Regions from separate parts of the Mus musculus genome. Here region 2 is linked to region 1. Evidence: chromatin contacts called from public HiChIP or PLAC-seq data. All regions are on one chromosome and are shown on one strand. Each heading gives the region's core, a stretch centred on a gene start, on an enhancer-like site or on the middle of the called end of the contact. The rest is flanking DNA. Distances are from core to core; before and after follow the strand shown. Region 1 overlaps Ncor2 (nuclear receptor co-repressor 2). Region 2 overlaps Ncor2 (nuclear receptor co-repressor 2).

Region 1 (5,287 bases), core at 457-2,956:
GCCCCCCATGGGATACTGTCGGTCTCTGGTCCACTTGTACTGAATGATCCAACACTTAATGAACTCAGTGAACGCATCCATCACTTAAGTCCAGAGCAGGCTCAACATTTCTTAAGGAAGGAGGATGTGGCTAGAGGCCTCGGGACAGGGAGGGCACGTTTCTCCGACTTCTTGCTCTGGGAGGGTTTTCTTTTGCAAGGGAGTCTAAGAAAGCTGCTTCAAGGGTGGAGGTTGGGGTGGGGTGCCCTCCTAAGCTTCTCCCTGAGGGGGATCTAGGAGCCCCAGACAGTGGGAGAGCCTGTTCTCCCATGTGTTAAATCAGAGGCTTACACACTTGCTGAGCTCAGACCCCTGTGGAGGGGATTGGGGACTGGAACAGTCACAGCCCCTGAGCCACTGGAGTGCTTCATGGGTCCCAGGTAGAGCATGAGAAAGGGTCACCTTTGGCCACCATTTCGCCCCTCCCCTCTGTGGCGACTGGGCTCTTTCAGCTCTCTGCCAGCTTCAGGCCCCCTGCCTTGACTTCCTGTCTTGGCCAATTTCACTTCCTAAGTAGCTGCCTCTGAAATTCCTTCCTTAGAAATTAGTGGGGTGGGAGAACCCAAGACCGCAAGGCAGGCTGGCAAAACTGTTGCACCGAGCACACAGGCCCAACACTCCCAGGACAGACATTCAGGGGATCTTCATGGATCCCTGCCTCTGACACTCAGGTGTCTAGAGCTCCTTTTTGAGAGAGCCATTTGCAGCTCAATCAAAACCCATGAGTGTGGAACAAAGAGCTGGTCTTTGGGGAGTAGATGCTATGGAGATGAGAGGCCACCCTACCCCCATCCCTAGAGCCAGCCGCAGGGCCCAAAATGCTCCTTGGGCAGATGTCCTGGGGCCTTCTCTGGGGTTGGGAGCAGTAGAGCTGTCTGTTCTCTGTAGCTCTCCAGCCTTAGGAGCTTTGGGGTGTCCTTCCAGGAGCACCCTGACATTTTCACAGGGGGTATGCTTGCATAGGCCCCCTTTGGAGTTCCCTGTGGAGCACGGTGGGATTCTGTGGGAATGACCTGTGTCCTCAGCAGGATTAGGAATCTCTCCACCAGCCGGCCGGGATACAGGGAAGCACCATCTTTCTGTCCCAGTCCCCTGGACTTCTAGAACAGAATGGAAGGGCAAGGGCTAGAGGGAAGAGTTGGTTCTAGAAGTCAACCTGACGGGATGCTGCTCTAGGAGGCTGCTTAGTTGTCTTGGCCTCCCGGGAGCCCTTGGGACCTTGCAGCAGGTGTTCTCGGAGAATAGAGGATGTATTAGGTAACCAGGGTCCCCAGACCCTTGGCCAGACCTCTGGGAGTCCCATACCTCCCCCCCCCCCCAAATGGCTGTGGTGTTGGAGTACTCCTAAGTACATCCCAAGTTCCCCACCCTCCACCCCCATAGAAAGCCTTGGCCACCCACAGCCCTCCGAGAGGTCCAGGCTTTGGGGGCCTGTGAGGAAAGGGGGGGTGCGACCGCAGGTGGAACCGGCTGGCTGGCGGGAGGGCTGGCTGGCGGGCGGGCGGAAGAGGCTGCTTGCTCCCTGCCTGCCGGGGGTGGGAGCTCTGTTTTTCTGGATCCCTCAGTCTGTTCTTACCGCTGCTGACGCTGCCACGGATGGGGAGAGAGGGAGGGAGCCTGTGCCAGTTGGCCCGCCCAGCCGAACCTGGGCCTGTGCCCGGCCCCCGCCCGCCCCCGCCCGCCGCGTCTGGAGGTCACATTCAGTCCTGACGCGGCTCGTTGGGTCAGGCAGCAAGAAGAGCCGCGCGGAGCCCTGGGTCCCACAGCCCAGCCGTTTAGGGACACGGCTGCCTGGCCCTGTCTTGCCCGGGGCTTTTGGATTTCTTGTGGCTTGGTGGGTCTGGGGGCTCCGGGACAGCACCCTCACCAAGTGTCCTCTCTGAGACACTGGTGCCTGGAAGATCTGCGGACGCCGCGTGCGCACTGGTGACGCCTGGCACAGAGAAACCCAGCACACAGAACTGACAACTTCCCGCTGCTGCCGTAGCCCTCGCTCCCTTCCCAAGCAGGAAGGGCACTGCTCTGTTCTTTGGGGCAGCTGGTAGCTGCAGCCGGAGGAGTCCTGGGGCCATCCCCAGTGCCTGCTTTTGCCCTCTCGGCTCCTGAGGATGTGAACAGAGGTAGAACCGGGGGATACCAGCAAGAAGCCCTAAGGAGCCTTGCGGCCACAGCCTCCTAATCACCGCTCCGCTCCCTGGAGCATCCTTCCAGCCGGATGTTTCCGGAAAACTTGGCCGAGGGGGAGACGCAGATGAGAGGATGTGAGTGGTCCCCAGCTGGCGGGGCAAGAGGGTGGGGTTGGCTGGTGACGGGGACTTCTATGGGGCTACAGGAAATTTCAGCTGCACATGTGGTGGTGGTGGGGTCTTGGAATTTTGGACCCGTGGCCTGGCGCTCCTTCTTGCCTTTCTAGGGTGCAGCCAAGATCCCCTGGAAGGAGGCTGTACTTAGTCTTAGCTCCAAGCGTGCCTGGGGCATTCTCAGCGGGGCTTCCCCGGGGTGGACAGAGCAGCTGGGCTGTCTCTACGACACGGGATATGAAGTGCTCCTGTGCACAGCACCCTAATGTAAGGTTCCTAGAACAAGAGTAGAGGAAGCTCCTGTCTCCCCAGGGCTGTGTGGCACACTCTGGGAAGGGCCTCCCCAACAGCTCTGCCCAGTGCTCTTCCCTGACCACACGTGTTCGGGAACAGCTGAGCGTCATCCCCCCCACCCTGACAGTTTCTAGCTTTTATAGGCTGAGTTAGTTGGGAGACCCAGCTGTTCTGACTCCCTATTGACCTAACTGAATTTGGAAATGTCTGTTCCCCGGGGTCGGGCCACCCTCCCCTCCCAAGTCTTCATTGCACCCCACCCCCAACAGCTCCAAATGGAGACCTGCCCTGGGGTTCCGGGCCTGCGATCCCTCGGCCTGACGTGTTTGTTGGGCCCTCTTGGACGGCACTCGGGTAATATAAATAAACGCAGCCCCAGCCGCCAGGTTCTGGAAGTGGCAGCTGCTGCTGGCGCGGGTGGAGGGAAAGGTCAGGGGCTGAGTTACACTTGATCCTGAGCCCTGGCCCTCCCTGCCTCCTGTCCTTGAGGAGCCCTGAGAAGCTGCTCTGGAGCCACGTGGCTCTTGTGGTCACTGTAGGCCAGCAGGTGGCCTGGCTATCCCGCACCTCCCCCAAACCATGGCGCGTCCCCCTCCCCCCCAATGCTGCTACTATGGGAAGCTGAGGCTTCAGACCCACTCCTGAGCTGGGTGAGGTGGGTGAGAAACCTTCAAGAATTCCAGTCTTGACCAGGGTGTGGGGGAGGGGCAAGACTGACTCAAAGCCATGTAGACCTAGGGGGTCACTTGCTGGTGTGTTGGGGGTTTTATTGTTTCCTTTGTTTGTAGTGAGCCACCAACTGGGGTTTGAATGAGGGGGTGGTGAGAAGGGGGTGGGCCCCCTCCCCTGCCCTCCCCGCCCCCTGCAATTCGTAGTTACAGCCTCTTGTTCTGCTTTGACTTGTGTTGAAGAACATGATTTGAAGCCTGGTGGTAGGAAATGGGACTTAGCCTTGTCACAAGTGGCTTTGAAGCTCCGCCGAAGCGCCGGCCTCCTAACCTCCATCCCCAGGGGCAGGTTTCTGGCACTGCCATGGGAAAATGGCCAGCTTTGCCTTCAAGGGAGCTGGGGCTCATTGAAGGTTGCTGAGGGTGCACAGCCTTCTAGTATAGCCCAAGGTTTGTAGCCTCAGAGCTTGTGAGCCATGAGGTCTGTGGCCTTGGGGAGGGGTTGAGGGGGGCCTCCGCAGATCTGAAGATTGTCCCACCATGTGGTCTCAAGCTGTGACTTGAGACAGATCCACCCGTGACTGCTAAGTGCCAGGTGGGCCCTGAGTCTGGTGTGGCTCTTGAGGTGTGGGGGGGCCCCAAGCTCACCCTGCTCCCCTCCCCAGCTCGGCCTTGCTCTGACCTGAGCTCTTCCAGGGCTCGTTCCCCTTCACCTATGGTGAGACCGGAAAGCGGGCTTGTTCTCCTGAGGCCTCACTGCAGCTGTGCAGTGTCAGAGCTGGGTCACCACAGCTCCCGCCCAACTGGGGAGGGAAGGATGGGGGGAGGCTGTCTTCTGCCCCCTAGAATCTTAACTGTGGCCTCGCTTGGGGCCATGCCTGTTACTGTTTGTTTCCTGGTCCCTCCCTGGCTGTGCCCCCTTGGCTTTGGACGGTAGTGAACCCTCATCTGCCCTCCACCTGTAGGCCTCCTGGAACATGGGAGGAACTGGTCAGCCATTGCCCGTATGGTGGGCTCCAAGACCGTGTCCCAGTGTAAGAACTTCTACTTCAACTACAAGAAGAGGCAGAACCTGGACGAAATCCTTCAGCAGCACAAGCTAAAGATGGTAAGTCTGGCCAGAACTCGGTGGCCACGTCCACTGGGAACTGGGGCCAGCCAGGCCTCCCACAGCCTCGCTCATGTGGCCCCTGGCTGCCTGGCATCTGCATGGGGAGGGATGGGTGGGCTGGGCCCTGACTCAGCCAGGAATCGGACCTGGAGGTCCTAAGTGAGCAGCTTCGCTTCTGCTTGGCTGCCCTTTTGAACAGTCGGGCTACAGGGACAGGGAATGAGGGTCCCAGAAGACAGAGGCTGGAGGAAGACTTGGGGCCCACACTGACAGCTGTATCTCTAAGCAGGGCCTTTTTTACATCCATGGCCAGGAGGGCCACTGGAGCCACTGCACTGCCTTCCCATGATCCTCCCCAACCCCATCTTAACGTCATCAGCCTGTTAGGGCTGGGGAAACTGAGGACCAGGGAAGCTCTTCAGCCACCTAAGTGGGTGTATGAACTCAGAGCCGAGTAGCTCTACCACCTCTCCAATCTCCCGCCGTGGTCTGAGTGAGGCTTGTGAAGGACACCTTGAGGCCCATCGTTCCCTGGCTTTAAAGTTGTGTGGGTTCCTGTGCAGTGAAAGATGTATTGCTCTTTCCTGAGCCTCGAGGCCCAGTGCAGGGTACACAGCAGCACAGGGTGCGGTAGAGCATGGTCCAGCAGCCAGAGACACAGCATTGCTCCATTAGGGCTCCTCTCAAGACCCATGTGGAATCCAGGGACACCCTTGTTGGCCCACCCTCCTGCCCCAGCTATTTCTTACGGCTCGTGTCCCCCGAACATATGACTGCCCAACTCTCCATGTCTCCAGGGAACTGCTCCCTCTGCTCTCAATGACCCCCGGTGGGACAGTGGACCCAAGGACATAGTCATCTAAAAGGGGCCAGGT
Region 2 (4,910 bases), core at 83-2,582, 83 kb before region 1:
TTTACCCCGGGCACCCTGCTTGGCATGGTCGTGGTTGAGCTGTCAGACATAACATTGCTGGTCATCTTCAGCCTGATGACGGGATTGTGGCTGTGATTGAAGCCCCTGTTGGAGGCCTGTCTCCTTTTCCTCTCCTCCTCTTGGCCCCTCCCTGGCCTCATCTTTCCATCTTCCAGACCTTCCTTATTTCCATTCTGGCCCCACATTTGGCTGTGTGTATGGCCTGGGCTTCCTGCTTAGGGGGCGGGGTGCAAAGCTTGCATCATGTTGACCTGACTTCTGGGTACTGAAGTGGAAGCCATTTGAGACCCTAACAGAGTGGTTCTCAACATGTGGGTACAAACCTTTCCACAGGGGTCGCCCAAGACCGTGGGAAAACACAGATATTTATGTTATGATGTGTAACAGCAGCAAAATTACAGTTATGAAGTAGCAACAAAAATAATTTTATGGTTGGGGGTTCACCATAACATGAGGGACTGTATTAAGAGACTGCAGCATCAGGGAGACCACTGCCCCAACACCTCAGGGCTGTGGCCCAAAGCCCCACAGCTGCAGAGCCAGCCTGCTTTGAGAAAGATGCACAGCCCACACCCAGAGGAGGTTGGGCTGGATGTGAGTCACCCAGCAAGTCACAGCCAGTGCTGACGCCTGCCCAAGCATCTGGCCATCTCTTCTGGCCTCTGTGTGCGTTCAGCTCTGCCTTTTTGTGGGCCTGTCACCAAGATGACCTGAGCCCTGAGCCCCAGGCCCGGTTTCCTTTAGTTAGGATCGGAAGGTCGGGACGGACGGGAGCATTTTCCTCTGGCCATCTGGCCCTGCAGGACTGGAGGACGCCAGGGCTGGCTGGCTGGGAGGAAATGGTTAAAGGAGGGGCCGTGGCTGGCCCAGGTCCCTCTGCCAGCAGCAAGGAGGGAGAGGGCTTCTCAAAAGCTATAAAAAGGCCTCGCAGTGTTGAGCCCCAGTGGCTGGAAGCCCGCCAGGGTTACCATGGCGATGAGGAATTAGTCCCGACTGCCAAGGCTGCTAGCAGCTCGGTACTTTTGGCTCTGGAACAAGAGTGGACTTATGTAATTCCGTGTTTATAGGCCTGGGTGGCGGACGCAGAGCTGGGCCTGAGTCTTGGTGGTGGCCCACAGTGGGTCACACCACCCCGCAGGGTATCCCTGACACGCCTCTGGTGCCCTGATTTTGGGGGACATTAGGACAGAAGCCTGCGGCCTAGCAGGCTGCTGGTCCCCACCAGGGCCTCCCCAGTCGGGGTGGGAGCCCAAGTCTCGCGGGAAGGGGTGCGGCTGCTGTGTGGGGCCGCCCCTTGCCCGCTTGGTCTGGAGGGAGGATGGCCCTGTCGCTGGCCAAGGGCTGGCCCCTAGACGCCTGTGGGTCGGGCCTCGGATACAGGGCATGCTGACCAGGGCTGGCTCACTGCCGGCCCTCGCTTGCCGCGTGGGGCAGTTCCTGCAAGTTGTGTGGAGCCCACTCAGGCTGTTGCTGGCCATGCACTGGTAAGAGAAGTTGCCTGGCTGGGGGTGCCCACATCCCCAGACCCTAGGGATGGTGCCACAGACCAGAGGGCTATGATTTGCAGGATGTGGGCAAAGGACACTGCCTGAGGACCCCTGGAATTGCCCCAGCCCCGTCTGAGGTATGGTGGCCCTGGTTCCTGCCGGCCCCCGTCAGCCAGCTGGGGTGGCTGGAGAGGCCCGAGACAGGATGTGTCTCAGGGTCCTGTGCATGGGACAGTAGGTTATCTTATCGGGAAAAGTTGTTGATATCCGGAAGACGTGAGGCACTGGGTGCTGGCTGGTGGCCCTGGGAGGGGATGTATGGTACAGACATTGTGCTTGCCTTGAGCATGCCTACCCAGTGCTTGGTGGGATAGTAGGACAGTGTAGGTCGGGCCGTGGGGTGACGGGATCAGAGCGTGGGGACTTGGGAGCTTGGGCTGGGGGGGAGCCAGGTGCAGGCATTGTGGGCCCAGCCTGCCTCCCCCGCTGAAGTGGAGCTTGGCTCAGCGCCCTGTCTGGTTTGAAATGAGGGCCACCGGCCCAGGCTTGCCCAGGGCCTTGGCAGCGCGCGAGGGGTAAACATTGGAAAGTTGGAAAGGCTTCGGAAGCTCACAGCAGCCGCCTGCGGCAGCAAGCCCAGGGCAGAGGATGGGCTTCTCCAGGCCTGGGGGTGGGGGGTTGCAGCTGGGATGTAGCTTCCAAGGATCCCCAAGCTCAGGCTATTGTGGGGGCTCCAGAAGGCACAGCTCATTTGCCTCAGACCCTAGTTGTACATCCAGTCCCGTTTCCAATTCTGTAGCTTTCAGTGTGCCCCTTAACTCTTACTCTTATTTCCCTAAGTGTAGAAAGGAGTGACGGATCCCCATGGGAGTAGAGGTAATAGGAGGAGGAATAGCGGAAGAGTAGGCTCTGGGGCAGGACTCAAGTTAAATGACTCTGGCAAGCCACTTCCTGTTTTGGAGTCTCAGTCTTCCCATCTGGCAAGTGGGCATGTAGCAAGTCATGTTGTCTAAAGGACCCGATGACACAGTTCTCTGGCACAGGGTGGGTTTGTGGTACTGACTAGGGTTGTGGTTTCTGGTGAGGATGACAGTGACAACAGCAGGCTTACCTGGGCCAATGGTGGGTACGTGCCATCTTGAAGAAACAGTGTTCATGGAGTTGGGGGGGGGGGTCAGATGGAAGTTCAAGGCATAGCCCGAGCCTCGTAGGACATACCACCTTAGTCAAGCCCTGGAACTCCCCAGCATCCAGGTGTGCCTTGAGGGAGCAATGGGAGCCCCAGGGGCTACAGTGCTGGGTGGTGTTCAGGGGTAGACTCCATATGTAATCTTCCCGGACCCCCTTGCTTTGCAGGGACTCGAATCCTGGGCTGGTGCAGGCCTTCACCTGGCCTCCCTTGCAAGCCCATTGTCCCATTTCCCCCGAGCGTGCATGGGTCCTTGATACTGCCCAGCGTGGCTTGGGGGTTGGGCCAGGCTGGGAGGTCCTGTGTTCTGCTGAAGGTGGCGATGCTTCTGTGTTTGTAAGTGACACACCAAGTGCTGCTTCTGCTGGCGCAGAGCCCCTCGTGTCTGGCCAGCAGCAGCCATCTGACAGCTCCTTTTTCTCGTCTAGGCCACCATGCTAGCTGCCCACCGCCAGTCGTCCTGGGAGTTGGGGCCTGTACATGCCCCTACTGTTCTTGTGTCTGCTTGGAGGGTGTTGGCTGGGTAGAGGCTGCCTCTGTCCCATGGGGAGTTTGGGTGATGTCCCTGCTACTGAGAAGCCTGCATGGAAGCCAGAGCAAGGTTGGGTGTGGGATGGAGAAGCTGTGGCAGCTGAGGTCATTGAACCTACATGTGCGCATGTCCATGCTTGGATGCATGCACATGTATATGCATACACGCTCATGTTCACAGCAAGTATTTGACGGTGTGACTACGGCTGGTGGGGTCAGTGTCCTTTCTCTGGCTCTGATCTTGAGAAACAGAGCTCTTGATGATTCAAGTGCATGGCACTGGGAACACCTCTGAAGGGCACACAGGGTCGTGGGACTCGCAGTGGCATCCCCAAGGGCAGCTTCACAAGTTTCCATGTACCTTGAAATAAGTGCGGAGGAAGGACCGTGGTTCCCAAGGCGGCTGTTCTGAGTTTGTGACTTGAGGTGCCTTGTAGGCTGGGTGATTTGACTCAGCTCCTAGAGCTCCATATCTTCATCTGTAGGATGGGGTGAGGGGTCAGCACCTTGTGGAGCGTGTGTGCAGTAGTCACCTGCACTGAGCGCTTATTAAAAGGGTTTTATCATACTTAGTGGGGCATGGTGGTATGTTCCTTTAGTCCCACTACCGGGAAGGCAGAGGCAGGCGGATCTCTGAGTTCAGGACTAGCCTGTTCTGCAGAGCGAGTTCCAGGACAGCCAGGGCTACACAGAGAAACCCTGTCTGGAAAAAGAACAAAAAAGTTTATCATGTCATTGTAGGGGCATTGGTTATCTCCTTCCTCCCACCATGGCTGTCTTAGGGGTAGAATTTGGGTGTCAGGCTTGGTCGTAGAGGTCCTTACCCACTCTGCCATTTTGCCAGCCATAGGCTGGATGTTTTTACACTGTGCCCTGTCATCAGATAGTGCGGTGGGCTGCTGTGGTCACCACCTGCTCATCAGTGTGATTGCTTGCGATGGCCTCTCTCTGAGGTCAGCGTGATCGTGTGGTTGGCCTGCCACCCAGTGCGATTGTCATGGTTTATCTGTTCCATCAGTGGCATGCACATTCAGACGTGGCCGGATCACTGTGGCCTCTTCTGCCGTTGGCTGAGTCTTCATGGCTGGTGGGCTTTATTGTTGGTGGGATCATCATACTTTGCCTGCTCTCTTGTTGGCGTGGTCTCCATGGTTTGCCAGTTTCACAACTGGCATGACCTTTGAGGTCCACTAGCTATGTCGTTGGCGTGGTCTCCATGGTCTGTCTATTCCTGTCGTTGGCCTGTGGTCTCCGCGGTTCATCTGCTCTGTTGTTGGCCTGAGGTGTGAACAGTGTCTCTCAGGAGCTGCTGGTTGTAGGTGGAAACTCCTCTAAGGCTTGGGCAGAGTCGGCGTGGGGCCACCGGGCACGCTATTGAGCTTGCTACTCTCAATACCTGGATGGTTCTGTCTTAGGAAGGGTTTCTAGTAAGCCACCACAACCAGTTTGGCTCACAGATCCCCAAATCAAAATCCATGGGGGAAGGAGGCAGGAACCCGGAGGCAGGAACTTAGTTAAGCAGGGGTCATGAAGGAACGCCGCTTCCTGGCTTGCTCTAGATGGCTTGCTCACTCAGTCTGCTTTCACAGACAACTCAGGGTGAACCGCCTAGTGTTGGCACCGCCCACAGTGGGCGTGGCCCTCTCAAATCAATCAAGGATCAAGAAACTTAGCCTCAGACT

What was found. HiChIP or PLAC-seq counts read pairs in DNA pulled down with a chosen protein or histone mark.
Region 2: an H3K4me3 HiChIP or PLAC-seq map of bone marrow-derived macrophages shows a contact between it and region 1, with 4 times the contacts expected there. The contact joins two enhancer-like sites. A contact is called at or near these places in 6 of 484 Hi-C or Micro-C datasets (CD4 T cells, natural killer cells, nephron progenitors and 3 more), 8 of 115 datasets of contacts at active chromatin or transcription factors (bone marrow-derived macrophages, craniofacial prominence, embryonic stem cells and 3 more) and 4 of 9 other capture datasets (adipose tissue, embryonic stem cells, liver and 1 more).

What each region holds. Positions count from the first base shown.
Region 1 is chr5:125,054,855-125,060,141 of GRCm38.p6, reverse strand. Ncor2 (nuclear receptor co-repressor 2) reads left to right here. Exons shown (of 47, transcript NM_011424.3): 18 at 4,267-4,409. Among named protein-coding and RNA genes, the nearest start is that of Rflna, 54 kb to the right of the region's middle. Within about 2 kb of position 1,706, at least 178 of the 459 cell types and tissues checked have an H3K27ac peak or open chromatin away from gene starts, as enhancers often do. A contact at or near this core is called in bone marrow-derived macrophages, liver, nephron progenitors and 3 more, where this site is marked.
Region 2 is chr5:125,137,428-125,142,337 of GRCm38.p6, reverse strand. All of the region lies in intron 1 of Ncor2 (nuclear receptor co-repressor 2), which reads left to right. Among named protein-coding and RNA genes, the nearest start is that of Ncor2, 39 kb to the left of the region's middle. Within about 2 kb of position 1,332, at least 324 of the 459 cell types and tissues checked have an H3K27ac peak or open chromatin away from gene starts, as enhancers often do. A contact at or near this core is called in bone marrow-derived macrophages, liver, nephron progenitors and 3 more, where this site is marked.